Regions from separate parts of the Mus musculus genome. Here region 1 is linked to region 2. A link is a contact called in public HiChIP or PLAC-seq data. All regions are on one chromosome and are shown on one strand. Each heading gives the region's core, a stretch centred on a gene start, on an enhancer-like site or on the middle of the called end of the contact. The rest is flanking DNA. Distances are from core to core; before and after follow the strand shown. Region 1 holds the start of Gmpr (guanosine monophosphate reductase). Region 2 holds the start of Ranbp9 (RAN binding protein 9).

Region 1 (3,876 bases), core at 500-2,999, 2.0 Mb before region 2:
GTGTTTATAAATAAGTGGCTCATGTCTAACTAAAATTTAAACAAACATTAAAAAAAAAAACAGACAAACACTGAAGCCACCAAATTATTAGTCAGCCTAGAATGCAAACACTTCATCCTGACCTGGGTTTAGGAATTTACTGGCTCCTAGTTTCTATTCAACACTCCGGGGGTAGGGGTGGGTGCAGGGGGGGGGGTTCTCTAGTGTTTATTTTTGTTCCAAGGGTTTGCCCTGTTTTTTAGCATCTGAAAGCACAGGATGACCAGCAGCCCCAGTGGCATCTAATCTGGATGGGTAAGAGTCCATCACTCCCCCTTAACCCACCCCCCAAGTCTTGCCTGGTCCAGTTCTGCCTCCAAGCTGCCAATACCCCTGCTTCAGGAAAGTTCTACTCTCTCATTGGCTAGCCCAGAAGGCAGTCCTAATTCATACCAACCCTCAGCTGGCAGCTGCAGGCACTGCAGTCGGGCCTGGGCACCGGAGCGAGTTGTTTGCTGAGGGGATTTATTTATGGTCTTGTTTGTTGAGCAAAAGGGATGGGGCGGGCAGGCAGGCTTAGCTTCCCCCAACCCCCGCCCCTGTCCTTTCAGGCTCTTCCTCCTGAACTCCCCCCAACAGAGCCAAGCCACGGTTCAGGAACAACTCCACCAGCGAGCTCCGCCTTTCTAGAAAACTATTTATCCTTCAAGGTCTGACCTCGGCCGTCTCCCGTCTCCACCTGTTCCCAGGCGCTCATCTTATCATGGTACAACTAACTTCCAAATGGCCCAAATGACCCTCACCCCAGCGCTGTCCGCTTGCATTACTCTGGGCTGGAACTGCAAGCTGTCCAGTACCGCAGAGTGCCACCAAAAAGCAGGTCCCCAGCTCAGCTCCTGCAAGACCATTTAAACTCAAGAAAAAAAAAAAGAAAGAAAGAAAGAAAGAAAAGAAAAGAGAAAAGAAAAGAAGTGCCTGCCGGGAGCGCCCGGCTTTTCCGCCCGGTTCGCAGACACAGGACCTGATGCTAAATCAGCAGAGGCAGGTCCCAGCGCCAGGAAACACTGTTCCAAATTCCAAGCTTGAATCTGCAGTTGTATTTCCCTTCCTTTCATCCTAGCCCCACTGTTTCCTCTCCTCCCCGGAGCGCCTCTCCTGAGACCATTCCTTTTAAAGTCACTGGACATTCGGTTGGTTGATCTTAGCTCCTCTGTGTCAGTGTGAACTTCCCCAAGCCCACCACCGGTAGGCAGACGCATTTATAATTCCAGGCCCGAACTAGCACCCCCTTGTCACTGGCCCTAACTAGAGACAATCCAGGTGTAAGAGAAAACCGACTGGCCTTCCCCCTTTCTCAGGTGGGGGAAAGGGTGTGACGCCCCTGCCTCGGGCACAATTAAGGCACCCTGTGCCTCCCTTTGCACCCACTTCCCCCTTGCCAACCCGAAGGCGGTATGCCAGCGGCCCCACCTCGGATCGGCTCTTGAGGCTGCTCCGCTTAGGTCGCAGCAGAACATCCTTGAAGTCGAGTTTAAGGTCCGCGTCTATGCGGGGCATGGTGCTAGCGGTGCGCGGTAGCTTCCTGCGGCGGAGGCGGTGCGAAGGCCGGCGTCAGCCGGGAGCTGCGGGGCGCGTGCGTACAGTGGCGCCCGGGTGGCTGTGCGCAGACTGGTGCTCCGCGAACCCGGTGCGCACGCCTTGTTCTTATGCCCGCGCACCCGGAGCCCCCAGCTCCGTTCCCCAACGCCAGGCGCCCCAAGGGAGCGCCCCGCCCCCGGCTTCCAGGTCCCGCCCACATCCCGGGTCTCTGAGCTGAGCCCCGCCCCGGGCCCAGTTCTCTCTGCCTAAGCGCCCCCTCCTTCTGCTTGAGTCTAGCAGTGAGCCTGGATTCTGCCATGCAGCACCCTAGAGAGCTCTGACCTGGGCTGAGCTGCGAAATGGGTGCGGATTAGACTTGCACAAAGTCTCCCATTCCCCGGGGTATACCCTGATCGTACTCATAGGGGTGACCAAAGGAGAAGGTTAGGAGACCAGAGAGTACGTTTTGTTTTGTTCCGTTTTGTTTAGGACCGGGTTTCACTATGTAGCTCTTGCTGTCTTGGAACTCACTATGTAGACCAGGCCTGCCTCAAACTCACAAGAGATCTGCCTGCCTCTGCCAAAGACATGAGCCACTAAGCCTGGCTGTAGAGTATGGCCTTCATATGTGTTCCAAAGTGAATTCCCAAACCCCCTCTAAGGAGGGAGAAGCAGAGAGCTCACTGACTTGGTCCAAAATGATAGTCAAATGCTTAGCTCCTGCTGAATGCTGGCAAGGTAGACAAAAAGATTGCTGGAGATCAGAGCTCACATGCAGGATTCTTTCGGAATACGTGAGAAAGGGCCACCTTCTTTGGCATATACCCATGATTACATATCACAGACCAAAGTCAACCTCCAGGCTCCTCTGGTAACACACATTTGTAAGAAATGTCAAGGCCCCTGTGATAGAGAGCCTTCTTGTTCTCACCTCCCCAACTCACCCTCCACTATGCTAGTTCCAAGGCTGTTCCAGCTGACCTGCTCTCCCACCTCCTCCTTGTAGAGGGTAGGAGTCTCTCATCATTTTTGCTATTCTTCTCCCCCCCCATTATTTTCTCTATCCTCCCCACAAAAAGCCTATCCACAACCAGTCTTCTTTTCCTCTCTGCTCTGGACTCCTCCAGGTGCCTCTGGCTGTTCTTTCTTTCTTATCTACAATAAAAAGTGTGGTGGTTTGAGCAGGAATGGCCCCTATGGGCTCCCATATTTGAATGCTTAGTAATCAACCTGTGAACAGTGAACCTTTTTGAAGAGATTAGAAGGATTAGGAGGTGTGGCCTTGTTGGAGGAAGTATGTCACTGGGGGGTGGGGGGTGGGCTTTGAGGCCCAGGGTCATTCCATCTGCTTGGCATGCTGTCTGGCATAATGGTAATGGACTAAGCCTCCAAAACTGTAATCGAGCTCCAAAGAAATACTTTCTTTTATAAGAGCTGCTTTGGTTGGTCCTTCACAGCCACAGAACGGTGACTAAGACAAAAACCTTCTCCAGAACTAATGAAAACTCACCATCCTGGAGCTTTCTTTACTGTGCCCTTACTTACAAAAGGCTAAAAGTTTTGGCTTCCCTAATTCCCCTCTCAGTGTGCCCACCAAGTGTTGAGACAGGCCTCCAGTGTGCTCAAGAAGAAACCATTGGGTGATTATCCAAAGAGGGGGTGGGTTTGAGACTGTGTCAGTCAGTGGCAATGAGCATGACCAGTGTTCCAGCTAAAGCAGAAAAGTGTGTATGTGTGTGTGTGTGGGGGGGGGGGGGGGATGAACACAGGAGCAGAACAAAACAAAACAAAACAAAACAAGGCTTACGTAAATGAAGTGTCTTGGGGCCTCTGTCTAGGTTGAAAACTTGGTCACGTTCCAGTTGGGTGACCTTGAGGGTATCTGACTCAAGTATTTTCATAGGTTAAAAGGAAAGGTTAGGGCATGGTGGTGGCGCAAGCCTTTAGTCCCAACACTCAGAAGAAAAAAACTGGCAGATCACAGATCTCTGTGAGGCTGGCCTCATCTACATAGTGAGTTCCAGGACAACTAGGGCTACATAGAGAGATCCTGTCTCAAAATAAATAAATAAATAAATAAATAAATAAATAAATAAATAAATAAATAAAATTTAAAAATTGTTAGGGTTGTTACTGCTGCAATGAAACAGTATAACTAAAGAGCAGGTTTGGGAGGAAACAGTTTATTCAGCTTATACTTCCACATCACAGTTCATCATAGAAGGAAATTAGGACAGGAACTCAAACAGGGATGGGATCTAGAGGCAGGAGCCATTGCAGAGGCCATGGAAGGGTGCTGCTTACTGGCTTGCTCCTCAT
Region 2 (3,972 bases), core at 451-2,950:
GGTTGCTGGGAATTGAACTCAGGACCTCTGGAAGAGCAATCGGTGCTCTTAACTGCTGAGCCGTCTCACCAGTCCATGTGTAAAATCTTAATGAATGTCAAGGTTGTTTGATGAGGCTTGGAGCCCGTGGGGTCCATCTTGGCTACCAATATGTAGAACATGGCTTCCATTGAACTCCTTTTATTTTAGTATAAACGAAAGTTTTAGTGTTTTTTAAATTCAGTGGCGTCATGTAAACATGCTGTGATTTGTTAAAAAAAATGTAGAGCCGAGGTTAGAGTTATGGGGCATTTTATTACTAATGAACAATGGAGTGTCTAGTGTGGGTAATTTAAGATGGAAATTAGGCAGAAGGACTGCTACAACTGGCTAGGCGCTATGTCCATGGGAGTCTTCGATTAAGTCACCATTGACCCATTCGCTTCAAAAACAAAATAACTAGTTCTCTATTAACCAACCATTCCATGCTTATACGGTCCAATCAGAGCCAGCATATCATCTCCGGAAGCTAACACAGCATCGGAATCTGTACCATGTAGATTATGGGAGTGAAGCCTGATTTTTGCCGGGCTAAGGAAAGGGTAGGTTAAACAAAGGGAAGTGCCGAAAACAGACTAGTAATGCTATGTGGGGGTCAGAGAGCAACACTTGGCAAATTGTGCCACACGGGTTGACCAAGCACTCTACTGAGAATTGCAAAGTAGGAAGTCTCCTTTTTTAAAACTCTGCTGACCTCAGTAAATATTTCCATGTTTAAAAAAAAATGGGCATAATTCTCTGCTACCTAACAAAGAGGCCTATGATGAGAATTAATGAGCTTATAAAATGTTTTGACGTCTGTCTCCAGAAGCCCTTCCTAAACGCTCACACAGTTCGCATTCCTGCCCTTTGACGATCTGCCCGTCTTGATTGGTATTCCTAACGTGGCTGTTTCTCCCCCATTAAGTTCACTCGGACTCCTCATAAATTAATTAATTAACGAGAGGGTCACTCATGAAGCGGGAGACTTCGCCTTCAGAAATGGTTTCCAAGGGCCCTTTATTGACCCGCTAGCTAGGCGGTAAGGCGTTAGAAACCCCGGGCTCAGCTCCCGGCGGCGCAGCAGGGCTCGATTGCTCTCGCCTGGGCGCGCTGCGGCCTCCCGGCGGCTGAGGGGGACGGCCCGTCGAGACGCGACGAGGCCGCCGGTCGGCGCAGCTAGGATCCCGCAGCCACCGGAGGCCCGCGGCCGAACCCGCGCCCGCGTCCTCGCCCGCGCCGGCGAGCCCCAGGCCGCGGAGAAGGCCGTCCGCGCGCGCACCAGGCCCGCCCCTCGCGCCGCGGCCCGCCTCCTCGCCTGGCGCCGCCCGCGCGCAGCGTCTCGCGCCGCCCGCCCGCTCGCTCGCCCGCCGGGAAACAGCCGCGAGAGCAGCGGCCGCCGCGGCCGCTCGCACCTCCTCGCAGTCTCTCTTCCCCGCTTCACCGCGTCGCCCAGGGCCGCGCGCCCTTCCGCCCGCTCCCCTCGCTGTCCCACCGCATCGCTCCCGGTCGCGTGCCCGCCAGCGCCTGGCCAACGCTCCCTCGCGCCCGCCCGCGGTCGGTCTCCTCAACCGCCGCGCTCCGCCGGGCCGCGCGGCCCGCCGCCTGCTTCCGGGGCGGGCGGACTCTGGGCGCCTGGTGCCGGCGGCCGCAGCGACAGCGCCCCCGGGAAGCGCAGGAGGAAGCAGGGACGAGTGGAGGTGCCGCAGGCTGAGTCGCGGCCGGGATGTCCGGGCAGCCGCCGCCACCGCCGCCGCAACAGCAGCCGCCGCCGCCGCCGCCCGCCGCCGGGGCCCCGGGCTCCGGAGTCGCCCTGCCCGCGGCCGCGGCCGCCAGCGCCGGCTCCTCCCCGGCCGGCTCGCCCGGTGGAGGCTTGGGGGCCGCAGCGGCCGCCCTGCTGCTCCACCCGCCGCCGCCGCCGCCGCCTCCCCCGGCCACCGCCGCGCCGCCGCCCCCCGCCTCGGCGGCCGCCCCCGCCACCGCGCCGCCCGGCCTGGCGGTGGGCCCCGGCCCGGCCGCAGGCGTCCCGGTCCCGGGCCTGGCGGCGGGCAGCAGCGCCGCTGCCCCTTTCCCGCACGGCGACTCGGCCCTCAACGAGCAGGAGAAGGAGCTGCAGAGGCGGCTGAAGCGCCTCTACCCGGCTGTGGATGAGCAGGAGACGCCGCTGCCCCGGTCCTGGAGCCCGAAGGACAAGTTCAGCTACATCGGCCTCTCGCAGAACAACCTGCGGGTGCACTACAAAGGTACGGGGCGCGGGGTCCGGCGGAGAGATCGGACGGTGCGGGGCGAGGCTCTGGGCGAGGGAAGGTGAGAGTGGGGTCCCAGGTGGGAAGGAGCTGGGATCCCTAGGCCCGGAGCTGGACGCTTTGAGGGAATCCGGGATGACCAGACACATCGCACCTTCTGATTTCCTGGAGATAAATCTATGGGCCGGAGTTGGGTTACATTGTTCTCCAGGTGGAGGGTCAGGCCATCTCCTCTTACGCAGCAGGGGTGAGAGGCACGATTCCGAGGTACAGTTTCTAATTAAGGGAGAACAGAGATCCACAGGAGGGGGAGGGAGGCGTGATCAGTGGAGGATTTGTCCCAAATTAGGCCAGAGATTGTCTAGGGGGACAAAAGGACAAGGGGCCCAAGTTGGCCATCATTGCACCTTACTGAAAGCAACTGGGAGAGGAACCTCAGGATTCCCTGTTTTCTTCGGGGAGCAGACCCCCCCCCCCTCCGGATTGGAAATGCCCCGTGTTTCCGGGTTGGTGTTACATGAAGTTTTGTTGAAAACAAGGGTTTTAAAACATACCGATTAGCATTTTCAAAAACAAAAAACAAAAAAAAAAAAACCAAAACTGGCTTATATTTTGCACCTGCAGTTAACAAAGTTAACCACCTTAGGCTGCTGCTTTCTCCCATCCCCACTTTTTCCTAGGTTAAAACAAAGCTTTAAGCAAACTGGTTGTATAGAAGATTATAAATGCCAGTAAGGGGTTTTTGAAATGTAGCTCAGATTAATGGCATACGTCAAGTTTAGCTGTGTGGAAGGGGCAAAGAAAAAAATGCAGTGGTATCAGTTTGAACACAGTCGGTGTTTTAGGCCCTAAATCTAAAGCAGAGGATTTTACATTCTAAGCAGGCTCATTTTGATTGGCTCTAAAGGAAGGGTCTTTGGCTCCTAGTGAGGATATAAACAACCTTGCTGTAAGATTCTGAAAGAATTCAGAACAGGGTTTGCGAAGACTCTTGACAAATCGGCTACTATTTAATTAGAAACGCTTATGGCAACAGAAATCTGCTGAATGCTTTGGCTGTAAAGAATCTACACAAAGATGGGCCTTGTTGAACATTCCTTTTTATTCTTGCCATAGATCCAAAGAAGTACTTATTATTTTGAACGTTATGTTCCTTGGTGTAAGTGGCTGAAAATTTCAAAATACTGAAGTTTTTTTTTTCTTCTTCCTTTCAGTTAGGACATTTTGTTGCTTTCCTTGTAGATTGTTACTTAATTTTGTTTTTAAATTTGTGTGAACAGTGAGTGCTATGTTATGAAGTGTTTACTTCTGTTTTGGCAGCCAGAATGCTTTTGTTAGATTTGACAAAACTTTATTATTTTAAATTTGTAGTTTATAGTAAATAAAAAGCTTGTAAAGGCAGAGACTGTGTGTGTAGGGGAGATTAGTGAACAAAGAATCCTAGCTTTCCTGAGTTCTAGCAGTCACTGGTGATACTAGGTATGTCACAAGAGAGGGCCTCAGCCTCTTCTGAGTGATGTGGGAGTCCAGCTGGGTACTCGGTAAGGAATTTTCGCTTAAAACTCGTGATTATGGCTTACTTAGCCTTGTGATACACCTTGCTTAGTCGTGTTTACTTCTTTTATGTAAAATGAATCATCTGGGCCAGAGCCAAATGCATGCTTGTGTGCTTGGGGTTCCAATGTTAGGATACTGTTGTCGCAGTTAC

What was found. HiChIP or PLAC-seq counts read pairs in DNA pulled down with a chosen protein or histone mark.
Region 1: an H3K4me3 HiChIP or PLAC-seq map of stem cell-derived neural progenitor cells shows a contact between it and region 2, with 3 times the contacts expected there. The contact joins the promoter of Gmpr here to the promoter of Ranbp9 in region 2. A contact is called at or near these places in 2 of 39 promoter capture datasets (hippocampal neurons and pre-B cells) and 2 of 115 datasets of contacts at active chromatin or transcription factors (embryonic limb bud and stem cell-derived neural progenitor cells).

What each region holds. Positions count from the first base shown.
Region 1 is chr13:45,505,317-45,509,192 of GRCm38.p6, reverse strand. Gmpr (guanosine monophosphate reductase) reads right to left here and starts at 1,749. Exons shown (of 9, transcript NM_025508.5): 1 at 1,450-1,749. The coding sequence starts at 1,536.
Region 2 is chr13:43,478,701-43,482,672 of GRCm38.p6, reverse strand. Ranbp9 (RAN binding protein 9) reads left to right here and starts at 1,700. Exons shown (of 14, transcript NM_019930.2): 1 at 1,700-2,261. The coding sequence starts at 1,745.